Linked DNA regions of Mus musculus: region 2 is linked to region 1. Evidence: chromatin contacts called from public HiChIP or PLAC-seq data. All regions are on one chromosome and are shown on one strand. The core of a region is the stretch at or near the end of the contact, and the rest is flanking DNA. Distances in the headings are between cores, read along the strand shown. Region 1 holds the start of Rab12 (RAB12, member RAS oncogene family). Region 2 has its middle 31 kb from the start of Lama1.

The links. HiChIP or PLAC-seq counts read pairs in DNA pulled down with a chosen protein or histone mark.
Region 2: an H3K4me3 HiChIP or PLAC-seq map of forebrain shows a contact between it and region 1, with 18 times the contacts expected there. The contact joins the enhancer-like site here to the promoter of Rab12 in region 1. A contact is called at or near these places in 4 of 39 promoter capture datasets (cranial neural crest, frontonasal cranial neural crest, hippocampal neurons and 1 more), 2 of 484 Hi-C or Micro-C datasets (cortical neurons and palatal mesenchyme), 5 of 115 datasets of contacts at active chromatin or transcription factors (SST interneurons, craniofacial prominence, embryonic forebrain and 2 more) and 2 of 9 other capture datasets (adipose tissue and embryonic stem cells).

The regions. Positions count from the first base shown.
Region 1 is chr17:66,516,217-66,521,695 of GRCm38.p6, reverse strand. Rab12 (RAB12, member RAS oncogene family) reads left to right here and starts at 2,026. Exons shown (of 6, transcript NM_024448.2): 1 at 2,026-2,348. The coding sequence starts at 2,126. Gm41608 (a long non-coding RNA gene) reads right to left here. Exons shown (of 3, transcript XR_876914.3): 1 at 2,751-5,479.
Region 2 is chr17:67,663,695-67,669,173 of GRCm38.p6, reverse strand. No RefSeq gene overlaps it. Among named protein-coding and RNA genes, the nearest start is that of Lama1, 31 kb to the left of the region's middle. Within about 2 kb of position 2,088, at least 13 of the 459 cell types and tissues checked have an H3K27ac peak or open chromatin away from gene starts, as enhancers often do.

The DNA of each region.
Region 1 (5,479 bases), core at 777-3,276:
ATCAATGAGTACAAAGTCATATTAATAGTATGGCCAGAGCTGAAAGTCCCTGACATATCATTGCACAGTACATTGGTTATAGGTGGCAGTATACTATTCATTTCAAAAGCTAAAGTCAAGGACTTTCAGTGTTTTTACCATGAAGATAGAACAAATGTCCCATGATATATGTTTAATTATTTTAATTAGATCTGATTTAAATATTATTTAAATATTAATGGTGTATGCATCAAAATGGTACCGCCATGGTTCTCTGTTAGTATGCATAGCTATATCTGTCTATTAAAATAAATATATTTTAAAAGTATTCACCAAAGTACAAATGGTACAACCAGAGGGTCTTTTGATAATTCCCCACTTTGTGAAATACAAACCCTTGTTTTCCATGGTTGTGCTGTCTCCCGATCTCTCGGACCTCCCTAGAGTTTCTTCTTCAGCTTCTACCTTTTCTACAGGGGAGCCCCTGGGTTCTGTTCTCACTCTTCTGGATCAGGCTTTTTCCATGTGAGCTAAAGTACTATCAACTGGAGGCCCTTTGGCATGATGGGGGAATAATTGTAAGGCAGGATATGAGAGCACCCCTTTTATTACACAGTCTGGGGCTTAAGAACGAGCACAAAGTCAGCCACCTTTCTTTATATAGTTATCTGTGATGACTTTGTTCACATTCATTCATTCATTCGTCCCTGTAATACTGGCTTTCTGGTATGTGCCAAAGTGCTGAAGCATCCTGGAGTAACCTTGATAATTGGCTTAAAGACGCAAACAAGCATGGAACCCGAGTCCTGTGGATTTCTTTCCAAACTCCCCCATTTAAGACATCCACTATTCTGGTACATTATAGACCTGCCTATGGGGGAAGAGATACTATTTTGGATGCCAGGGTCTTTAACCTTACAAGTTATGCAGAGTCACCTGCCTACTAGGAACAGTTGAATACCTTGCATTTATATCATCCTTTGGAGTCTGCAACAGGGTGTATGGCTTATTGTTTTGTTGTTCTTTTGTATTGACGTTTTTGCAACAGTGATAGATGAAAAGAGTCTTTTCATTCATTCCCATGTGAGCCTCTAGGTTCCATCCCCAGTACCGCCAAGAAAAAAAGAACGATAATTTAGAATAGGCTATAACATTTTTAAAAATCCAATTGGGATTACTTTTGCAAAATAATGTGATTTCTTCAACTGTGCATCCATGGCAAAACAAACGCATGCGCTATGTATTAGTAAACTTAGCTCTAAATACGGCTGAAATTTGGTGAGTAATGTGATCATTCTTCGCAAGCATGCCAGCTCCTATCATGTTTAGAACCCTGTGTTCCGAGGTGCTCAAGTTCACGCAAAGGAATTTGCTAAATAAATCCCTGGCAAGCTTCTGTAGCCGTAAATACTTTCAAGTAGAAATGGCAAAATAACACACCCAAGTCAGTACCTAAACCTTCGGAGTTTAGGTCGCTTGTCATCTGAGTTTTTACCTGCTGGCTTCCCCTAAGGTGCATGTCACTCACTGAATTTTACGAACTGTAAGTCTGAGGAAGACTTTTAAGATCCATTTAAGATAGCTGATTCCTCGGGGCCCCACAGGAAAAGTGCACGCAGAGGTGCGGCCCTGCCAGGGTACGTGGGCTTCCTCCAAAGTGGCGTTCACACCCTAACCCCGCGTGGGCCAGACCGAGACCCCCAGCACCCAAACACCCTAAATTCTGGAAGATGATCACAGGCTATATGCACTTTGAGACACGTTTGGGACGGGCTGCTAAAAAGAAGTGTGTGGTTCTTGGGAACGGTGCACGATGAGGATAAACCACGAGTGAAAGTGCGCCGAGTGGGGAGGGCCGAGGGAACAGGGGTGACGGAGAGCGACCCACACATAACATACACCCCACGGAGCGGAGCGCACGGCTCGGTCCTCCGACCGACAGGGGGCGGGCTCCAGTCCCGCGTGGCGCCGCGCCTGCGCTTCCTGCCCCTCCCGGTCCGGGATGCTGCTACCGCTGCTGCGGAGAAGCTGCTTCCCTTCCTCTACTCCCGGCGGCGGCGGCGGCGGCGGTAGCGCGGAGCGGGTGGAGGGTGCGCGGGGGCCCGGGGCGCGCGGACGGCGGCCCGAGCGCGAGCCGTATGCGTGCATGGATCCCAGCGCCGCGCTGCACCGGCGGCCCGCGGGCGGCAGCCTGGGCGCGGTCTCCCCGGCGCTGTCGGGCGGCCAGGCCCGCCGGAGGAAGCAGCCCCCCAGGCCGGCCGACTTCAAGCTGCAGGTCATCATCATCGGCTCCCGCGGCGTGGGCAAGACCAGCCTGATGGAGCGCTTCACCGACGACACGTTCTGCGAGGCCTGCAAGTCCACCGTGGGTACGCCGGGCCTGTGGCGGGTGGGCCTGGGGGAGGTCGGGGCCCGGTCCCTGTCCCCATGGAAGCTCTGACCCTCTCCCAGGGCCTCAACGAATCATCCTACGGATGCCCGGGCATACCCGCCGTGGGCACATCTGGCATCCGAGCCGCGCACAGCCCAGGTCTCCGTGGAAGCCCGACCCTCTCTTGTGGCCAGACCGAGCTTTTCCGTGGCCTTTCCGCGGGTGTCGGACCCCCGAAGCCCAAACATTCCCTCCCGGAGCCTTCACCAGTCATGAGGTCCGGGTGATGCATCCGCGGAAACTCCCGGTCCGTTACTCCTGCTCACCCAGGAAAACGGCTTTGTGAACCGAAAGTAGAGCTGAAGGCCACCCACCAGTGCAGTGCCCCGGGGTTACTCACCATCTTAAATGGGTCCGGACCTCGCAGCTTTGCAGGCTGGAGGGATGGACCAAGGTTTGCTTTCTCATTTTCTGTCTATTTTCGTGGTTTACAGAAAAGAAGTTTGTTGCAGAGACAGTTCGCGCTAAAGCTACACTCGGGTTTCTTTCTTGTTCTGTGCACAAATGTAGGGCAAAGGGATTTCAGCTGTGTTTATCCTTGACCTCAAATAACCGGGTGGATAGGCGGGCAAAGTAAGGGCGATTTCCCGGCACCCACCCGAGGTCGGTGAATTACCGGGAAATCCATAGGTAACGCTCCTGTTACCTTCCTCGGGATCTGGGTTTGAAACTGCAAGGGAATGTTTTTAGTGACACTGGATTGACAGGGCTTGACATAGAGGTTTGTTGGGGTTATGGGAAACAGTTGTGACCATGGAAAAGCTACCTGGAAAACTCTCATTTGGGGTGGCTTATAGAAAAAGGGGGTGAGCAGGAGGGACTGGACAGAGTGACAAAAAATCTAGCGTTCTCCCTGAATCCTAGCCCCAAGGAGAGGAAGGTGGATCTCTGATTTCGAGGCCAGCCTGGTCTGTCTACACAGTGAGTTCCAGGACAGCCAGGGCTATGCAGAGAGACCCTGTCTCAAAACAAACAAAATCTCAGCTTGGAGGTTTGAAAAGCTAAACACTGGTGCACATATTTTCCGTTGTAACCATTGATGGTTCCCGTTTTGAGATGAGAATTCTGTAGAGAATTTCAGGGACTCTCTTTAGGTCGTAATTGGTAAGTTGCCGGGTAACAAAACTACCACGGTTCTAAGTACTTAGACCGGAAAATTAAACCTCCAGTTTTCACACTGACTTAAATTTCCTTTTTGATTATGCCCCTTCATGCCTTTTTTTTTTTTTTTTTAACAGACCATTTTGGAAATATTTATGCTCCTTCTACCCTGTTTGTTTTTTAAATGTTTGTCTTGGGGATGTGTTATTAGAACTCAGTAACGTAATTATACCCACTGCAAATATCCAATCTTGGATCCTAAGAGTATACAGGGAGTTATTAACCAGGAAATGAGGCTTATATTGTTTTGTTTGTTTCTGACATAAGTGCAGTAGGCTTGAATGCAGTTGAGAATTACCAGTCGTTTATGGCCCCACACTTACATATGCAGAAATGAAAGCTAATGGTTATATTTAATATAGAAGGGAAATAGGACTGCAGCACTCGGAAGGCTCGAGGTGACGGACTGGGGTGGGGAGAGCTGGCCTTTATGACAGCACACCCACATTCTAGGAAGTTTTCCTAGGGCTCATAGAAGTGGATCCGTGGAGAGCTGGCCTGTCCTCCTGAGAAAGATGGGCCTACTCAGTAAGCTTTCCCCTTGTTGACAAAATGAAACTAGCTTGAGACATCATGGAATTACATAGACTATCTGGAAATGAGCGGAAACAGGCCTCCTTACATACATAATTATATGTACAAATATACGGGTGTCTCCCCACACTGAGGGTGGTTGAATTTTTCCCTTGGATGTTTTTGTTTACTTCATATCCAGCCTAAAGTAATTAATTTCAGTAAGTGTTTCTTGTGGGAAGTTCGGAAAAAGATGGTAACCATAACTTAAGGAAAGCCTGAAGACACTACATGCTAACAGGTGCCTCTGCCTCTTCAACTCCTGCCTCTGGGTTGAGTTATTTTCTAGCCAGCCTGCGGTTTGTTGAGCACCTGCTGTGTGTTGGGTGTTGTGCCGCCTGTGGGGTAATGTGGAAGCCCAGCGTGGGCTCAGTGTGCAAGTGGTGCCAGCAGGCGCCAGATTACAGTGCTCAAGGGGAGCATGGACAGAGAAGGGTACTTAACACACAAGCCTCCTGGCTGGGGCCAAGGGCTTGTTAGAAGATTCCTTCCCACTGAGCCCTGAGGAGCCAAGTTCATTCCTTAAGTTCCTTTAGAAAATGCTGTTTAAATATGACCCTGGGTGTGGTATAGCCTTGTAGCTACTGCTTGAGCAGAGCTTCTAGGTCTTCCTGTGGCCTGTTTTCTAGTTCCTTCCCAGCCTTATACAAAGAGCCCCACAAAGAAGAGGAGTGTCTTCCCTGATGCTTTTTTTACTGAGTCAAGGCTGCTTCTGGAAGAGACCACAGTCCCCAGCATGAGTCCACCAAGATAGGTCACATGGCACCTGTCATTCAGAGGCTAGAACGGGCAGGGGTGGGAGGGCCTGAAAGACACCTTTGACAAGGAATCAGACACCTGTGGACCTTGTGTAACAGGATCTGTGGAGGTAAATGAATGTAAAGGTTGAATCAGTGAGACATTGATATCTTTATTGTTATGATTAATAATCGGTGCATAGTGGGCATAAAACACCTAGAATTCGCAAGGATGTGAAACGATACAGTGTTTAGATGATTTAATGGAAATTATTGTGATTTTTTTTTCGAATAGATTTGTATTTGCAGAATTGAATTAGTGGAATAATCAGCCAGCGCTGGTTATTAATAATTAATAAAGGGGCAGCTTTATGAAGGTAGAAAGGTAGGAGAAGAAAGCTTGTTTGCTACAGACGTTGGCACCCAGCTGAGCTGTGCCAGATTTTTCTAGTTTCCTCTTTGCCTAGACTGGTAGTTCAACCTCCCTGATGCTGTGACCCTTTAAGACAGTTCCTCATGTTGTGGTGACCCCCAGCCATAAAATTATTTTTGTTGCTACTTCATAACTGTAATTTTACTACTGTTATGAATCAATCAT
Region 2 (5,479 bases), core at 839-3,338, 1.1 Mb before region 1:
TTCTCAAGCCTGAGGGCAGCCTGGGCTGTCCATAGAGAAAGCTTGTTGTCTCAAGAAGGAATAATAATAATATATAACAATCACACAATTTTAATGCAATCAAATATGAATGAACATTAAATATAACAGCTGCTTAAACGGACATGTTTTTGACTTGACAGTCATTTATCCACTTATTGACATCTACTCTGAGGTAATGTTGGCTGGAATCCTGAGTGATCAATGTGTCCCCTTGGACTCTCCGAAATCCCTGTCCTGTGCTTCTATAAGGCTGCGGCTGTGGCCCTGAGAGAAGACACCAGACAGAGACAAGCAATTCCAAGAACGCCGGTGCAGAGATTGGGTGGATGTTTGCGCTAAACTAAAGAAAGGAAAAGGAGAGGAGTTTGAGATTAGATGTTTGTAACTTTAGGCTACAGGTCACGTGGGTGGAGATGACCCCGCTAGTTGGGAAATAAGGTAGTCTTTTGGGAGAGCTGGTGCAGACTCAGAAATGCCAATAGGTATGCAGCAGCTACATTCCAAAGCTGGTAGTCCAAGAGCTGGGGAAGACTGTCCAGAAAGCACCCACAGTCAAAGATAAATAACAGTGACCATAGACATAGTGATCACCATTTCTTTAAAATGAAAACAAAAACCGTAAATCTAAACATTTCTAAGCAGGCTCAAGGTTCTCTCCCAAATAATCTTCTAGAACTCAAAGTAAGAGGCAGATTCTTACAGGACCATGAGTATGCACAAATAATTGTGGATACCCCCTGCCAGGTGCCCTGATGGAGTGTGCCTGGGCCAGCCAGAGCCCCAGAACCCCTCCCAGTAATGTTAGAGGTAAAATGGAGAGTTTTCTAGTTAGGGTTTTAGACTAACCTAAAATAAATTACACTGAACTCTAGAGAAGTCATCTTAGTTTTTGGTGTGAAGGGTATCGGACTTCCCTGAGCTCAAGATTGTGATTCTTAGCTCGATGCCCCACTAGATGGCGCTGCTGATCCACACAGCTGGAGAACCCACTCTATCAGAACTAGTGTCCTAATTTGGTTGTGTTTTACTGTGACAGTATGCTTTCCTGTGTTGGCATCAGAGACTCATTCCATCATCTCCTTGGTCTTTAGCAGAAATCTCTGTTTCAGTGCCTGTCTCTTTTGCTCTAGCTCCCTGTCTCTGTCTCTCTGTCTTTCTCTCTCTCTCTCTCACAGAGAGGGAGGGAGGGAGGGAGAGAGAAACAGCAGAGAGACAGACACAGGGGGACAGACACAGAGGGACAGACACAGAGACAGACACACACGCAGACACATACACACAGAGACAGACAGACAGACACACACACACAGAGAGAGAGAGAGAGAGAGAGAGAAAGAGAAAGAGAGAGACAGACACTGGGGTACAGACACAGAGACACACACACACACAGACACATACACACAGAGACAGACAGACAGATGCACACACACACACACACACACACACACAGAGAGAGAATTCTTACAGTATAGCTTCTGTGTGGCTTGCACATTACCATTTAGATGATGCTCATCCCCCAAGCCCCATTCCTTCCTTGGGTCCTTCTGAGGATTCTACAGGAAAAGTGGAACTAAAGAAGCTCCCCTGCCTCTCCATAGCAGGCTTCCTTTCCTATCTCCTTTCTTCTCACACCCTCCCTTCTTCCACACAACCTTCCTGACGCCCTTCCCCAATCAGAGCCTTCGATCCCCACACCTTCTCCCTCAGCTTCCCTGATGGTGCCTGCTTGACCGGCTTAGTCTCTGGAAGCATCTACCCTCTGTCACATGAGGTTGTCTGCCTTCCTCTACCCTGCAGGGGGAATGCTTGGTCTCCTTGGAGCTCAGCTACCGGCTGCAGCATCCCTTCTTGCCGGGTTTAGGAGAACTGGTTAAGGACATGGGCAGGTGGCCTGATGACTTGGTCACTGTCACCAAAGAGTCCAGAACCTAACTGTCAGGATCCATACTAGTTAATAGCCTTGCAGGCTGCCATTCTTAGAGAGCTCAGTGGGGGAGGGAGGCTGAAGGAATGCACAGGACTGGAGACAACCTTGAACTTGAGATTAGAAAAGGTTCCCGAAGCAGAGTGGGTGAGCTGGCTGAGGAAGAGAAAGCAGAGCTCACCAACGCCATGGAGAGCAACCCCACCAGGCTGAAACGAGTGCTGAGAATTAGCCAGCTGAGCCAGGAAAGGCAGCAGAGACACTCTGTGAGGGTCTTGGAAGGAGCCAGCAAAGTTCCTCCAGACCTCCCTGGGCTGGGCACTGCCCCTTCCTTTGGCCACTCACATAAGGCCTCAATCCAGTACCTCAGACCCTGTGCTCATTTGCAAATCAGCTGTTGGCGTCTGTAATGAAAGTATGTTGGAGTCACACAGGAGTAGGGCAGGCTGTTACTCAATGACTGGTGTCTCCACAGATAAGAAGAAAGGGGGACCAGGACATAGCAGAGACAGACTGGGAGTGTCACAGCTAAGAGACAAGACTCACAGCATCCAGCAGAAGGTGCCAGAAAGGCTCCTGTGGGGTGCATGGCACACATCACAGCCCTTAATATTTTTATATCTTGGACTTGGGGTCAAGGATCCAATAGCATCCCGCCCATGACAGACCCTTTTTAGATTCCACAATACACTTGTTTATTCTGGACATAGATGTGAGACTCAAAGATATTAGACTGATTTCCAGTGATGTCCAGGAGGCCTCCATGCCACCCCAAGTTGAGGTGCTATGTGATCTATGTAAAATAGATCACAGTCAATATAGTTACTGTGTCAGTTGACGTGTATATTTCAAAGTGTGATAGCATGAATACGGTTTATTTTTAATCCATGGGAGTTTTTCACCCTGGAAACTTGGTTCCCAGTGTGATGATGATGAGGTGTGGTAGAATCATTGAGACCTGGAGCCTCCTGGGAACTAATGAGGTCACTGGGGCATCACCCTTGGAAGGAATTAATGTTGAGTTTTTAGAATGTACTAATTCTCAAGGAAGAATATTGTCATCAAGAAGACCACCATGTGTTGACCTGTTTCTTATACAGTCCTTTTCCGCTTCTCTACAATATGGTGACATAATCACAGGGACTTTTGCCAGCGCTTACAAAGCCAGAACTGTTTGATTTGGAACATTGAGCCTCTGGTGAGTATATGAGTTAAATACACTTAAAAAAAAAAAAGTCCAGCCTCAGGTATTTTGGATACAGCAACAGAAAACTAACACATGCATATAGACAGCATCTTTGAGGGTTAGCACAACAATATTTGTATAGCCGTATAGCCATTCACTAATTCAGTGAGCATAAAATTAAGTAACATCAGTCGTGCTTTGGGCTTGAACCCAGATATGCAGAAGATGGGCAAGCATGTGCAAACTGCCTGCCATCTCTGAATATATTTGCACAAGTGAGTAAAGGTTTGTTGTTCGAGGTATAAGATCTGAACGTTCACGGGGATCAGATGCCGGTGAAGAGTTTTTCAAAGAGACTAAAGGCAGGGCAATTTTACTGTCTTCTTTTTGTTGTAGCCAGTGACATTGGAGTAGAAAGACGTCACACCCTATTAATTCCCACAGTGAATAGTATTTCCTGGATCCACAGTAAGCAGGGATGTTTTCACGTCATGAACATTGTTGTCTGAGAGTTTCAAATGAGTCCTCAACACCGTGAGCAGTGAGTGACCACGTCTCTCTCCCACATACTAGACAGTGGTTGTCAGCTGCTGGAGAGGGGTTCGCTGGAGTCCAGCCCAGAGGTAATTCTGTACCGCTTCACCATGCTCACACTCAACAACGTTTAGTGTGAGCAAGATGCACGTGACAGAAAGAGAAGTCTGAAACCCAGGTCAGGCCTGGTGTATTGGTCAGGGTTCCCTAGAGTCACAGAACTTATAGAATGTCTCTCTATATATTAAGGAAATTTATTGTAATGACTTACAATCTGTAGTCCAACTAACCCAACAATGGGCAACCGTGGATGGGAAGTCCAAGAATCTAGTAGTTGCTCAGTCCCACAAGGCTAGTTGTTTCAGCTGGTCTTCTGTAGAAGTAGATTCCAACAGATGTGCTGGCAGGTAAGTACAATCAAGTGAAGAGGAGTGAGTTTTCCTTTTTCCAATGACCTTATGTCGGTCTCCAGCAGAAGGTGTGACCCAGATTAAAGGTGTGCCTAGATCTGGAACTTGCTTTGTCCTAGGCTGACCTTGAACTCAGAGATCTCCTTGCTTTAGTCTCCTTGGATTAAAAGTCCATACTTCTTTGCCTGGGCCTAAGCTTTTCATGGCGACTATACCTCAAGATCTCCATGTCAAGATCAGAACACAAGGTCAGAAACTTGTGTCTTCCAGCCTCGAGATCTGGATCATGGGTGTACCGTCCACTTCTGGATTGCAGTTCATTCCAGGTATAGTCAAGTTGACAATCAGGAATATCTACCACGCCAGGCATGGGGTTATGTACTTGTGATCTCAGCACTCCAGAGGCTGAGGCAGGAGAATAGTTCGTGTAAAGGCTACTTGTGAGCTACACAGTGAGACCTTGTTTCCAGAAGGCAATGTTTGGTGATGTAGTTTAGTAATCAAGGGGTTAACAGGAACTTGCTCAGTGTGTGCAAAGCTCAGGGTTCTACCCCACCCCCCACCCCCTGCACAGATTCATTGCCAAAGAGCTGTCCAAAGAGTCTCTAGGCTCTGGCCACAAGAAGAGAAAAAGAAAGAGGAAGGGCTTTCTGGGAAGTACAGGTGTCTACCTCGTTTGAGTATGTCTAGGTCTCCCTTAAGAAAGTCAAAAAGCAAGAGAGAGTGGGAGGGAGAGGTATCCCAGGGCTACAGTGCGTGGGCATTGCATTGACAGAAGAGGGGACACATGGGCCAGACTGGGGCAGACTTTGAAGCACCTTTGCAGAAGAGCATCCTGCAGAGAGAAGGGACCAGAGAGAGGAGTCTGTGGCCTAGAAAGGGATGGAAAGATCAGTGCTGTGAAATCACCCAGAGGGTGCATTTCCCACCACACATCCCTAGGGGTGGAGCTTTGTTCATGTCTCCAGCTCTATGTGTCTCTGGAGACCACATAGAAGAATCTCTCAATATCCTTGCCACGGGACCTCAACACACAGAGAAAGACGTTAATACCAGGTGCCTTAACTCCATACAAGAGGCTTGCTTCTGCTGTAGGTCCCACCCCACACTTTGCCCTGCCCTGGCAAGGCCAGCCATCTATGGCTGATGTATCACCACATCCTACCAGGCCTGAGCTGGGGAACACTTTCTTGTTATAGAGAGATTTTTTTCAGGTCTGCAGAGGACACTGTTCTGGGCATAGAGAAAGCTGGTGGGCATCTCCTCAGCTTTGGGGATGAAGATTAGATGGTTCAAGCATGCAAGCAGCCCTGAAGAGAGAGAAAGTTCCTTGAGTCTTGCTGCTAGCAAGGTCAGTTCATGTAAACCCGTTGAGCAGTGCGTTTTCTCCCTGCTGACTTTATT